Regions from separate parts of the Sus scrofa genome. Here region 1 is linked to region 2. Evidence: chromatin contacts called from public HiChIP or PLAC-seq data. All regions are on one chromosome and are shown on one strand. Each heading gives the region's core, a stretch centred on a gene start, on an enhancer-like site or on the middle of the called end of the contact. The rest is flanking DNA. Distances are from core to core; before and after follow the strand shown.

Region 1 (3,600 bases), core at 196-2,695, 55 kb after region 2:
TGAATCCACTCCTCAGAGCCCGGGACAGAGAAAGCATCAGTGGTCACACAAGCCACTCACAGTCCATGGAGGGAAGACAAGGCTCCTACAGAGAAGCAACTCCCCCTCCTCTCAACTCCCAGGCTCAGAGGCCCTCCAGTTACAGACTTTGTGAAGGAGGGAGAGTGAATTCTCCCACCCCAAGTTCCACGCCACTCAAGGCCTTCCTAGAACCCTGGCAACAAGCCCCCTGGGTTGGCTGAGTGTCCCCCAGTCCCAGGAGATACCTTTCCCTGTCCTAACATCAGATCGAGACTAGACTGAAGGGAGGAGTGTGGGCGCTCCAGTAACATGAAAACAGTATAAACTCTGTTCTGGGCATCGTGTCCTCCTTACCTGTGTGCCTCCTGCAAGTTCTGATTCTGGGGGGGGAGGGTAGAGGAACCCCACTAGTATGGACAAGTTCAGAGAGGACCATACCTCAAGGGCCCACTTCCCACCTCATTCCCCTGGCATTTCACCGGAGTCTGAGAGTCAGAGGAGAGTCATGTCTCCCCAGCTTACTTTTCTAGGATTAGGCTGGTCTGTGATATGCAAGGGGAGGGGCTGGTCCACAGAGTGGCCAGGGCTGGCAGGGAAATTAAATGGGAAGTTAGTGGGGCGGATGGGAAACTTGTCTTTGTGGGGATGGGGTTATTGGAGCCTCATTCAGAACTCGTGAATCTGATCTATGAAATGAAGGGGTCGTTCGGAAAGGCTATGCCTAAAGTGGGGTGTGCGCGACGAGGGTGGTCCTCAGAGGGGGTGGAAGCAGGTCCTGGAATTGAGGGCCCATCCTGTGAGATTAGGCAGCTGATCCCCAAGTTGGGTGTTCCATTTGTGCGATGGGGGTGGGGGAGCAGTCTGTGAAGTGAGGGTCCCATAGCTGGGAAGATGGTCACATCACGCAGTGGGGGGCCCGTCCCTGAGGCAGACACGGAGGGTCCTTGACCTGCAAGCTCGTCCCTGGGGTTGCTCTGGGAAATGGGGCTGGATCCCCGAGGTTGGGGGTCCGGAGGTGGGGCTGTACTCGCGGCTGGGGGCTGGGAGCTGAGAGGACGGCGGCGAGGCTGGCCTGGCCCAGGACTCAGGCCCAGCCGGGGATCCAGACCCCGCAGGGCTCCGGCCAGCCGGAACCAGAACCAAGACCCGGGCCGCGGGAGGTGGGATTCCGCCCGCCACTCGCTCGCTCGCGCCCGCCCGGCCCGGGGCCGCGCGCCCTTTGCTGTCTCCTCCCTCGGCCTCCGCTCACTCACCGAGGTCGTCCATGGCGTGGCCGCAGGCGCCGGGAACCGGCTCCGCGTCGCGCTTACTGCCCGTCCCAGGGCCGCTCCTTTCCGCCGTGCAACTTTTCCGCCGCGAGCCTCGGCCCGGAACGGAACGCGCCGCCGCCGCGCGTGCCCGCGCCCGCCGCGCGCCCCGCCCCGGCCGCCCCCGCGAGCACGCGCGCCCCGCCCCCGCTGTCCCGCCGCGCGAATCGCCCGTGGTCGCCCCCGCGAGCATGCCGGTCCCGCCCCGCGCGCACGCTGGCCCCGCCCCCGTCGCTGGCCCTCGAGCGCGCGCCTAGCCCGGACTGTGGGCTCCACTGGGCGGGGCGGCGGCGCCCTCTCGCGGCAGAGCCGGAGGGTGGGAGATTCCCAGGCCTGGCCCTCTGTCAGTCTTTCTGTCAGTCTCAGTCACATGCCTGACTGTCTGGCTGAGAGATCCACCTGCCTGTCTTGACATCTCACAGTCTGACCTGTGTCTGTCCATCCACCAATCACTCGCTCATCGTATGTCTGTCCATTGGAAAGTCAGATTCGTCCGCCTATGTCCCAGTAAGTCACCTCCCGAGAGGATCCTTAATCAGTGCCAGGAGAAACTGGAATATTTGGAGGACCTTTCCGGGGGTCGCCCTCTGGATCAATGGCATTGCAGCTCGCAGTCCAGCCTTTGGGGACAGACTCAATTCTTTTGCGGTTGGATATCTCTTAATCCTCTACATATCCTCCCTCCCTGGAGAAAGACTTTTCCAAAACTCCACAAGGAGCAGAAGGGACCCCATCTTAGACATTAAAGAAAAGCTACGGAGAAGTATCCAGTGCTGGGCACAGTTTCCTGAAACATCCCACTGCCACCCCAGACCCTAGAAGGGCTCTGCTCCCACAGACTCAGAAATTGGGTAATAACAACAGCTGCCATTTATTGAGGCCCAGATACTATATTATTATTATTATTATTTTGTCTTTTGTCTTTTTGAGGGCCACATCCGCGGCATATGGAGGTTCCCAGGCTAGGGGTCTAATCGGAGCTGTAACCGCCAGCCTACACCACAGCCACAATGCCAGATCCCAGCTGTGTCTGCAACCTACACCACAGTTCACAGCAATCCCGGATCCTTAACCCACTGAGCAGGGCCAGGGATTGAACCCACAACCTCATGGTTCCTAGTCGGATTCGTTAACCACTGCGCCACGACAGGAACTTCCAGATACTATATTAAATTAATTCTCATAGAGATGGTTGTTAGTATCAGCACTTCCACACACTTTGGATGGGACAATAATAGTTTGTTGATTTTAGGTAAAAGTGCTCTGTAAGCACAGCTTCAGGCTCCCCTTCCCACAAGAATCCAGCCCTCCAGACCCTCTGTGTCAGGTCAGGTCTTCTAGGAAGCAGATGCTGAGATAGAGCTGGAGTAATGCCTGTGAAAGAGAAAGAAGAAAAAGCAAGACAGACAAAGAGGGACTCAGATCTAACAAAGAGGAGCCAACCCAGAGTTTCCCTGTGGCACAGAGTTAAGATCCAGCCTTGCCACAGTTGTGAAGCAGGCTGCAGCTGCAGCACATGTTCGATCCCTGGCCCAGGGACTTCTACATGCCATGGGTTTGGCCAAAGAAAAAAAGGAGGAGCCAACCCAACTGGGAACCTGGAATAAAGATTCATTCATTAGAGGAGTCCCATTGGACAGAAATGTCCAGGAGGCCCCAGTTCCCCTATCATGTTCCATTTCAGCTGGAAATGTCCAGGAAACATGTGGCCTTGCCCTGAAGGCCCTGCATCTGGATGTTGTCATTTCTTGAGCTGGATGACAAGCTCAAGAACCAAGTGGCTTTCTTCTCTGGGTGCTATATCCTCCTATATTAAAATTCAAGGGCTAAGACTGCTTTCCAACTAAGCAGTCACTCTTGCATCCCTTTCCAACACCTTTCATGTACTCCCGTGTTGTAGCCGTGTCTCACTGGTGCAGTTTACATTTATTGGTAGGATTATTTGGTAAATGTCTCTTTCCCTTTAAGACCAAAAGGTCATGGGGCAGGAACCATGTCCACGTCTGCTCACCACATATCCATATTTAGTATGTGTGTAGCATATAGTAAGCATTCAATGTATATTTGCTGAATGGCTGGCAGGTGTTGTGCCCGACCCTTGGAAAAAAGCAAACCGTAGTCCCTTTCCTCAGAAAGTTCACAGATTAATAGAGGAAACAGAAGATTAATATAGTGAGATCACTCATTCATTCATTCAGTGATAAGCCATTAACGGCACTCCTTCTGTACAGGTTCTGTGCTGCTCTGCGGCTGGAGATTAAATGATGACTGA
Region 2 (4,026 bases), core at 1,143-3,642:
TAGGTTGCAGACATGGCTCGGATCTGGTGTTGCTGTGGCTGTGGCATAGGCCGGCAGCTGTAGCTCCGTTTAGACCCCTAGCCTGGAAACCTCCGTATGGTGCGAGTGCAGCCCTAAAAAGAAAAAAAAAAAAAAAAAAAAATGAAAGGCCTGGGATGGACAGCCTGTACCTCCAGGAAGCGAGAATGCAGAGTTTCCTCGGTGATGTCAAGCACTTCAGGGTTGTAGATGCTGCCATTGTCAAACACCTGCTGGATGATCAGCCCAAAGGAGAAGGGGGAGATGTTCAACATGTTCAGCAACGTGGCTTCACTGGCTCCCACTTTGTCTCCAGTCTTAATCAGCTGCACATCACTCTGAAAAACAAGGTAGGTGACAGTTAACCCAGACATCCAGCAGGTCCACAGCAACCAAGCCCCCGCCACCTGCCTGGCTGGCACAGGCCAAGCCAGGCCCACTCACCAGGATTTCAATGGTGCCCCTGGAGATTTTAGTGGTGATGCCTAAAGCCTGGAAGAAGGAGGTCTTCTCAGGCCCCAGACCAGTGTTCTGGGCAGGTACAGTGACTTCGCATGGGGCTATGGCACCAGCACGGGCGGCAGCTGGCACCTGAACAAAAAGGACAAACAATGAGAAAACTTCTTTCCACAGCTACAACCTGAAAAAGATTGTCTTCTTTTTTTCTTGCTTTTAAGGAGCCAAAATTAATGATAAGGCCTCTTCAGCCAAGCTGATTCTCCCCTCACCTTATTGGCCAGCAGCATGTCCCTGATCTCAGTGAGGTCCTCCTTGGTGAACACAAAGCCCACGTTCCCCCGGATGTGAGGCAACAGTCTGCAAAGAGAAGTTTACAAGAGACGGTTAACTTTGAGCACCATTCTTCTCCAGGAAAAGGGAGAAGGATGGACAAAGATGCCCAGGAGGAATGACTGACTTCTCCAGGGCTGGGTTGTTTTCCAGGTGCCCTCGGATGGCCTTGCGCATCATGGTGTTCTTGCCCATCAGCACCACGGCTTTCCCGCGGAGAGACATGCGGATCTGCTGCATCTGCTTGGAGCCCACATTGTCTGCTCCCACAATGAAGCATTTCGGATAATCATCCAGAAGTTGCTGCCCAAACAAGCCAGACACGAGCAATGTTAACAGAAGGAAAAAGAAAGGATCAAGAAAAACCAAATCCCACAATCTCAAGTTTCCGTTTCACTCACTCCTTTTTATGCTTTTCAAATGTCTGAGGTTAAGACAATTCCTCCTACTAGCAGGCACCTGAGCTGTGAGAGCCAGATTTGCCTAAGATTTGCTTGTGGGGTATGAATGGTAAGATCATGTTTCTACATTCAACCCAAAGGTTTAATTGTAGCTTCCATTCTTAATTTTTCTCAATTAAGGCATGTTTCTGATCCACTAAAATGGCTGCATTAACAAAACCCAGTTTTGAAAATACAAAGTAAGGCAAACACAGCAAAACATTACTTGTAGAATTTAGGTTTCAAGTATGGATCATTGAAAAATTCCTTTAAGTTTTTTGTCTCAAAATCATGAAAAATGGAAAACATAATGGACTAAGGTCCACAAAGCTGCCTAACGCCTAAAGAGCAGCATGACCTGATGATCAACAATTCTGGGCAGCGAAGACCCACCTCAAGGCCACCCAAAAGAAAACATTCACTGAATTAGTTTCTTGACAGGATCTAAATCTGCAGCAACTTGCCTCTTTATAATGAATCATTCAGTGCCTCAGACTTCCCCAAAGATGGATACAAAAAAGTAAAAGTATGACCAGAGATCTTTAGAAGTACTCTTAAGAGCCATTTAACCTGCCTGAGCCTGTTTATCTGCAACACAAGGAAGCAGAGGAACGCTGACCTCAGGAAATTATTAAGATTAAAGAAGACTTGCCTAAAACGACCTAATTTGATGGTTGGCCACCTGCAGGCACTCAGCACCTGGCCGCTGGTTGTCCCTATTACTGCCCCGGGCAAGGCACCACAGTGGGCGGCCGAGACCTACCCCGCACTTACGATTATCTTAAGGAAGTAGTTGGACTTCCAGGTCGCCCTGTCTTCCCTGGGCATCACGGCGGTGCGTCAGGGATTGCCACGCAGGGTTTAAAGACGATGTCACTGAGAAAAAAGAGAGAAAATTCAGCATACTCCAACACGCGTCCCCACGGAGCGGCGGGCTCCAAACCCGAGGCCTAGGGGAGGAGACCACTCTCCCGCGCCCGGCGGCCCGAACGGGCCCTGGACTTGCCGCCAGCGGAGCCCCAGGCCAGAGAGGCCTGGACCCCGCGGCCCCCGAAAATATACCCGAAAGCCTCATTTCTCCCGCCGCCAGTCCCCTACGCTACCACAGCGGACGAACAGACCTCACACGAGGACGCCTGGCGAGAGGAGGGCTGTACGCCGGCGCGAGTCTTTTATATGTGAACAAAACAGCCAATCCAAAGCCGCAGACAGCGCCCCCGCCTATTGGCTGGCTTCAACGTCTGTCTGGAGAAGCTGGGTTGATCTATGCAGCCATTGGATGGTATCGCTGCCACTCCAGCCAACGGGACGCTGCCTTTAAACACGGTAGCTAAAGAAAGCACTGCTGTGTGTGGAAGGAGGTTTCTCAGAGGTGCTTCCCTCTGCTGGGCTGGAGCTGTTCTCGTGTAGAGAAGCTAGAGTTTGTGACCTGAGTCCACGTTTCCTTCTGTCACCTGGCCAAGTCGCAAGCTGAAGAGTATGACGTGGAGCTGAGAAATAATTGTACATGGTTGAGAAGCAGAATGGTTTCTTGTTTCTTCTACAGTTCTTCGCTCTTTGGAAACAAAGGGATGCTTTAAAACCTAAGTCTCAGAGTTTCCATTATGGTTCTACGGGTTAAAGACCAGACGTAATCTCCGTGAGGATGCCGGTTCCATCCCTGGCCTCGCTCAGTGGGTTAAGGATCCGGCTTTGCAGCAAGCTGCAGCGTAGGTCACAGATGCGGCTCGAATCCGCAGCTGCAGCTCCCCATTCCACCCCTAAAAGGAAAATAATAATATGGAGTTCCCGTCGTGGCTCATGGTTAACGAATTCGACTAGAAACCCGCATTCGAGTGCGGGTTTGATCCCTGCACTCCGTCAGTGAGTTAAAGATCCCGCGTTGCCTAGAGCTGTGGTGTAGGTCGCAGACGCGGTTCGCATCCCGCGTTGCTGTGGCTCTGGCGTAGGCTGCTGGCTGCAGCTCCGATTCGACCCCTAGCCAGGGAACCTCCATATGCTGCACGCCCTAGAAAAGACAAAAAAAAGAAAACCCACTTCCACTCCCTCTTTCCTCTGTTCCTATAGCACTTACACAGCACACTATATAATTTGTTACATTGTTTCGTGTCTCTATTTTTGCCTTATACCTGGCATAATAGGCATATGCTAAATATTTGTTGAAGAAAAGAATGCAGGGTTTGCAATCAGATAACCTGGATCCATATTCTTGTTCTGCCACTTGCTGGTTGTGTCATCTCAGGAAGCGATTTCACCTTGCTGACTCTGTTTCTTTATCTGTAAAATGGAGATAATAGTATTCACATTCTAGAACTGTTATGAGGATTACTGCGAGATATGTGTTAGGACAACACAATTCCTGGAATGTAGGAGGAAATCACTGTGGATGTCAGCTTATTTTTTAATTTTTTAATTTAAAAAAATTTTTTTGTCTTTTTGTCTTTTTCCAGGGCCGCACCCAGGGCATACAGAGGTTCCCAGGCTAGGGGTCTAATGGGCACTGTAGCCACTGGCCTACACCACAACCACACCAACACGGCATCTGAGCGGTGTCTGCCACCTACACCACAGCTCATGGCAGCGCCAGATCCTTAACCCACTGAGCAAGGCCAGGGATCGAACCCACAACCTCATGGATCCTAGTCTGATTCATTAACCACTGAGCCACAACAGGAACTCCTAATTTTTTAATTTTTTAATTTTTTTTTTTTTTTTAGGGCCAGGGGGCTGCATGTGGAAATTCCCAGGCTAGGGGTGGAATTGGAGCTGTAGCTGCTGG

Evidence for each region. HiChIP or PLAC-seq counts read pairs in DNA pulled down with a chosen protein or histone mark.
Region 1: an H3K27ac HiChIP or PLAC-seq map of skeletal muscle shows a contact between it and region 2. The contact joins the promoter of PXN here to the promoter of RPLP0 in region 2. A contact is called at or near these places in 4 of 5 promoter capture datasets (fetal liver, fetal skeletal muscle and liver), 27 of 47 Hi-C or Micro-C datasets (alveolar macrophages, blood, embryonic fibroblasts and 13 more) and 2 of 2 datasets of contacts at active chromatin or transcription factors (alveolar macrophages and skeletal muscle).

The regions. Positions count from the first base shown.
Region 1 is chr14:40,277,340-40,280,939 of Sscrofa11.1, forward strand. PXN (paxillin) reads right to left here and starts at 1,446. Exons shown (of 11, transcript XM_021073143.1): 1 at 1,275-1,446. The coding sequence starts at 1,287.
Region 2 is chr14:40,221,551-40,225,576 of Sscrofa11.1, forward strand. RPLP0 (ribosomal phosphoprotein large PO subunit) reads right to left here and starts at 2,393. Exons shown (of 8, transcript NM_001098598.1): 1 at 2,369-2,393; 2 at 2,022-2,123; 3 at 935-1,110; 4 at 747-834; 5 at 463-609; 6 at 171-356. The coding sequence starts at 2,075.